Regions from separate parts of the Mus musculus genome. Here region 2 is linked to region 1. A link is a contact called in public Micro-C data. All regions are on one chromosome and are shown on one strand. Each heading gives the region's core, a stretch centred on a gene start, on an enhancer-like site or on the middle of the called end of the contact. The rest is flanking DNA. Distances are from core to core; before and after follow the strand shown.

Evidence for each region. Hi-C and Micro-C count contacts between places; a contact is called where the count stands out from the background.
Region 2: a Micro-C map of muscle stem cells shows a contact between it and region 1, with 2.5 times the contacts expected there. The contact joins the promoter of Tbkbp1 here to the enhancer-like site in region 1. A contact is called at or near these places in 25 of 39 promoter capture datasets (the 3T3-L1 cell line, 3T3-L1-derived adipocytes, the C10 cell line and 15 more), 9 of 15 datasets of contacts at CTCF or cohesin (CD8 T cells, the G1E-ER4 cell line, embryonic stem cells and 3 more), 150 of 484 Hi-C or Micro-C datasets (3T3-L1-derived adipocytes, the AML12 cell line, the AtT-20 cell line and 80 more), 48 of 115 datasets of contacts at active chromatin or transcription factors (the 230-238 cell line, CD8 T cells, the HPC-7 cell line and 33 more) and 5 of 9 other capture datasets (adipose tissue, embryonic stem cells, embryonic tail and 2 more).

The regions. Positions count from the first base shown.
Region 1 is chr11:97,097,657-97,100,255 of GRCm38.p6, forward strand. Tbx21 (T-box 21) reads right to left here. Exons shown (of 6, transcript NM_019507.2): 4 at 2,271-2,429; 5 at 2,114-2,175; 6 at 351-1,722. The coding sequence ends at 1,116. Among named protein-coding and RNA genes, the nearest start is that of Tbx21, 16 kb to the right of the region's middle. Within about 2 kb of position 1,320, at least 15 of the 459 cell types and tissues checked have an H3K27ac peak or open chromatin away from gene starts, as enhancers often do. A contact at or near this core is called in differentiating embryonic stem cells and muscle stem cells, where this site is marked.
Region 2 is chr11:97,148,768-97,151,366 of GRCm38.p6, forward strand. Tbkbp1 (TBK1 binding protein 1) reads right to left here and starts at 1,308. Exons shown (of 10, transcript NM_001372531.1): 1 at 1,224-1,308; 2 at 595-848; 3 at 178-300. The coding sequence starts at 819.

The DNA of each region.
Region 1 (2,599 bases), core at 70-2,569:
GTGGCAACATCACATGGTATAATTTCTACTTATGCCTTTAACACTTGAACAAACTCCTAAAAAATGGAGAGTGATGCAAAGATAAATCAAGAGTCCTGGCTTTCCTAAACTCCACCCGACCCAGCCTGGTCCTAACCTTGCTCCCACACTGCCTCCCTCCAGGGTTCTGAGCAGGCAACATAGGCTGAGGGGCTCTTTGGTCACAATACACCTTTGGTCACATGTGGTGGCATGAACCATCAGCTGGAGTGCTGAGGACAAGACATACTCTGAGTTTATCCCTAAGTGGGGTCACTTTAGGTTCCTGGCAGTTACCCCCCAAAATCAAGAGCCCACAGGACAACTTTGCTAGATCAGCAAACTTTGATCCACACACACACACCTCCTACCGACCAGCCACAGAAGGAGGGCGTGTTTACCAGGTCCATGTTTATTTCCAGAAAGTGATGCAAAACAGAAGAAATACATCCAGACACCACTCTCTACAATAAATAGCCTCCCCCCTCCCGAAGAAATAAAAAAGAGACACCCGTGTGTGTACACACCGGTTCAAAGTGACCTCGCCTGGTGAAATGTGCACCCTTCAAACCCTTCCTCTGCACCCACCCTCTCTTGTCTCCTCGCAGGTGGCCCAGTCCGCCCGCAGTCACCTGAGTCTTCTCTGTTTGGCTGGCTGTTGTAAAAATGCGTGTATCTTCACTTTCAGGTCAGAGATTAACACAGGTGTCAGACCAACAGTTGAAAGTTACTGACTGGACAGGGGAAGAGAGCAGCTCTCCTGGACTCCCCACCCCGACCCCTCCACCTCGCAGAAAGCCATGAAGTCCCTCTGGGTCCAAAACTCTCTGGAGTCCATTCTCCGTTCTCCATGGAACCATGGGGTCAGAAGCAGCACCAGGTTCGTGACTGTAGTTCGGGCAGAGAAAGGGGCAGGGGACACTCCTGTCGTATTTCCTTGTGGGCCAGGAAACAAGAAGTAAACCCCAGAATCCTTCTTGCCCCGCTTCCTCTCCAACCAATCACTATACAGGGAAGGGATGGGGAAGAGCTCGGGGCTCTCAGCCCCGCGTCTGTTTTCTAAGTTAGTGGGCACCTTCCAATTCAGCGGCATTTTCTCAGTTGGGAAAATAATTATAAAACTGGCCTTCGGTTTCCTTATCAAAAGGAGAAGGGGCCCCAGCGGGAGAGGAGCTGTCGCCACTGGAAGGATAGGGGGATATCCTCCTCCTCTTAGTGTCTCCTTCGCCTAGTCCTGAGTCGCTGGGCTCCGGCTGGAGGGAGGTGACCTCAGGCCACAGCGAGGGGGAGGAGCCCTGTTCCTCTGAGGATCCCAGGCCCGGGTCCATGGGCAGAGTTCGCATGGGCCGGAACCAGCCAGCTGGGCTCATCTTGGGCGGGTATTGAGGGGCCACGGGCCAACCAGCTCCAGGCGCCAGGACGTCTTGGCCCCGGTAGTAGGGCACAGTGGGCCCCGGGGCAGAGGGTAGGAGTGTGGGCTTCATGCTCACAGCTCGGAACTCCGCTTCATAACTGTGTTCCCGAGGTGTCCCCAGCCAGTAAGGCTGTGAGATCATATCCTTGGGCTGGCCTGGAAGGTCGGGGTAGAAACGGCTGGGAACAGGATACTGGTTGGATAGAAGAGGTGAGAAGGGGTCTCCCCCAAGCAGTTGACAGTTGGGTCCAGGTGGCGAGGGGACACTCGTATCAACAGATGCGTACATGCTAAAAAATAAATAAAAATAAAAACAATGAATGAGGGGGCTAGAGAGATGGCTCAGCAGTTAAGAGCACTGGCTGCTTGCTCTTCCAGAGGTCCTGAGTTCAATTCCCAACAACCACATGGTGGCTCACAGCCGTCTGTAATGAGATCCAATGCCCTCTTCTGGTGTGTCTGAAGACAGCTACTGTGTACTCGTATAAATAAAATAAATACAGAGAGACAGAGACAGAGAGAGACAGAGAGAGACAGAGAGAGAGAAAGAGAGATCAAGGCTATATTAGGCTTCTAATATGATGGTCCCCAGACCCCTGAAGCAGAGACAGGGCATGTTGAGCACTGAACCACAGTCCCATCTCAGAAAGACCAAAGGGGATTTGAACTCAGAACACTTACGACTCAAAGTTCTCCCGGAATCCTTTGGCAAAGGGGTTGTTGTCGATTTTCAGCTGAGTGATCTAGAGACGGGGAAATAGAGTTCTCTGAGTCCCCTCTTCCTCCTCAAGAAGTCTGTCCCACCCTCCCTCTGGCAGATGCCCGTCCCCGGGCTCACCTCTGCGTTCTGGTAGGCAGTCACTGCAATGAACTGGGTCTCTTGGAAAGTAAAGACGTGTGTGTTAGAAGCACTGCAGGCAGCCTCTGGCTCTCCATCATTCACCTCCACGATGTGCAGCCGGGGCTGGTACTTGTGGAGAGACTGCAGGACGATCATCTGGAGAGGGGCCAGGGGGTGACAGGGTCACGGAAGGAGCTGGAAGGAAGGTCCTCCTGACCTCAAGCTGGCCTCATCTCTAGATGCACTCTCCTACGTAACTACTAGCCCCACAGTGAGACAGACTAGAAAGGATGCCTGAGTTCATCTTGTGGCTTCGACCACCTTAC
Region 2 (2,599 bases), core at 58-2,557, 51 kb after region 1:
ACCAGCCTTGACAGGGAGCAGAGGGGGCTCCCAACCTCCCCAACCCTATTCCCAATAGAAACAGGAAGCGCTGAAGCTGATTTAGGGAAGGCGGGGGCAGGGCGGGGTTGAGGGCAAAGTGAGGGAAGCAGGAGGCTAAGGGAGTGGGGTTGGCTGGGAAGCGAAGCAAGGGCTTACCTCGTGTTGGAATTGGTTGAGTCGTTGCTGCAGACTGACCTTCTCCACCTCCAGCAGGGAGCCATCCTTGAGTTCATACAGAGGGAAGCCATGCTCCTCTCCAAAATCAGTGATCAGCGGATACTGTGGGAGGGTCGTCCTCTGAGAAGCCTGGCTTCCCATCCCAGGACCGCTCTGTCCCCCAACCCCACTGCCAGCTTCACAGGCGCCTCTCCCCGCCCCCTCCAATGGGACCCACCACTCCAAAGCTGGGCTCCTCCTCCACCCCTGAGATTGGCTGCAGGAGCAGAGCTCCTCATCCCCAAGGCAGCCACTTCTTCAGGGACCAGGCAGCCTCCAGTGCTGGCCACCTCTTGGGACCCTCCTGCCCTTGCAGGCAACTACAAGCTCAGCTCGCCATCACATCTAGGTTCTGACCTTGATCTCATAGACTTTGAGGCGACGGCGGAGGGTGGCATTCTCCCTCTCCAGGCCTCCTAGCCTTTCCTTGATGTCTCCGTAGGCTGTGATGAGGGCAAAGTGGGAGGCAGAACACATGTCCCCTCCCAGGGACGGGTCTCCAGGACCATCCAGCCACACCTCACTGGGCCCCAAGGCCTCTTGGGTCAGGATGCTGATGTCATCTTCAAACATGGACTCCATGGTAAGGGCTTCAGCCCACCCTGGGCCTCCTGAGAGTGCAGGAACAGAGTAAAGAGGACCACCTGCTCTTTGTTCCCAACTCTTCCATGCTGGTCTGAGGAACCTGTGGTAGCTGGGGAGCTTCAGCCAAGAGACAGATCTCACAACTAACTCTCTCTCTCTCTTCTCTCTCAAGTTTCTGCCCTATCCCCTGCTGTGACTGCTTATAGAAGGAAATGGAACCAGATAGACGTCATGAGTGGAGTGGGGGACAACTGATAAACAGGACCAAGGATCAGGGGCAGGGAGGAGAGACCTGTGGACAGATGGGAGGGAGGGCTGCTGTCCCAGCATTGGCACAGCCCAGAACCTGCCTAGACTACTCGGCTTGGTCTCCTCCCCAGACCTCCCTTTTCCCCAAGTACCTCGACAGCCGCCAAGATTCCCATCCCAGGCCTCTGTCGCCTGCTCCTAAGGAAGGCTAGTCCCGCTAGGCAGCCTGGCCTCTGTGGCCCCCGCCCAACTTCCTCCCGCAGGATCCCAGAGTTCAGGAAAAGGAAGTGCCTCCCCAAGTGCGCCGGGGCTGTGGCAACCGTCCAGGCGCAGACCTACAGGAAGTCCTTGGCTGAGTGTCAGAGGCAGCAAACTGGGCAAGGGGGCCTAGGAGAACCGAGACCATTAAGGGAGACTCCAGCTTGTCCTATTGTGCCTGCACTCAGGGAAATGGGGAGCCCTGGGAGGGGGGCAGGAATGACTCAGGGCTCCCAAAACGAGTAGGCAGCGAGGGGGTGCGTGTGTACATCTCCGGGCCCTTGTTTATGAATGTGTGGCTGTGGCTGCCATGTGGGGGGGAGTGTGTGTCTGTGAATGAGTGTAGGTGTGCCGCCGTCAATGAGTGCTTTTGCGGGGCGGAGGACCGGGGTCAGCGCGGAGTTCGGGAGTGACCAGAGGTTGTGTATGTGTGTGTGTGTACGTGTGTGTGCGCGCGCGCGCGTGTGAGCACGCGTGCGTGAGCGTGTGGGTAGGGTGGGCACGTTCGGGCCGAGTGTCACGTGAGGCACTATGGGAATGTCCGAGGTGTGTGCGCGCGCTGGAGCGTGTGTGCGCTCCGGCGAGGGGGCTCGGTCCGAAGGCGCGAGTTCCGACAGTGCAGGCCTCGGGTCCCCCATCCCCCAGCCTCGGCTAAGTGCCGGAGCGACAGACGCGTGTGACAGGTCTGAGTAAGGAGCGTGTGCGCGTGTTTGAAGGGCTGGCCCCACCTTTAACCCTCTCTTGCCCACGCCACCCCTCCCCCTACTCTGCCGACCAGAGCTCACTACACACCCCACCCCCATCCCTGCCCACGATCTCCGGCCATCACCCCCACTCTCGAGGACTCCGTGTCCCCACACACCCCGGCCGTGCGACCCGAGCTGCCTTCCTCCGCATCCTGGGGCCGCGCGCCGAGCGCCCGCGCAGGCTACTGGGGAGGGGGCGCCCGTCCCCGCCTGGCCCCTCCGGCGGCCCCTTTAAGAGCGGCTCTTTAAACCCCCTCGGGCTCGGCGGACAGAAACTGTCGCCCCTCCCCTCTGTGGGGCCGAGACCGCGCAGCCCCCTCCCCCACCGCGGCCGGGCTCCGGGCGGGCTACTGAGCGGCAGCCGCCCCGCAGGCCGGAGGCTGCGGGCAGCGGCGCAGGACCCTTCCCCACTCTGCTCCCGGGCGCAGCGCCCGCCCACCCGCGCCCGGGCCCCGGCCTCCCGCGCCCCAAGCCGCCCCGGCCCGCCGCGCCCCTCCCCCTCCCCCAGCCCGGGCCCCGGCCCG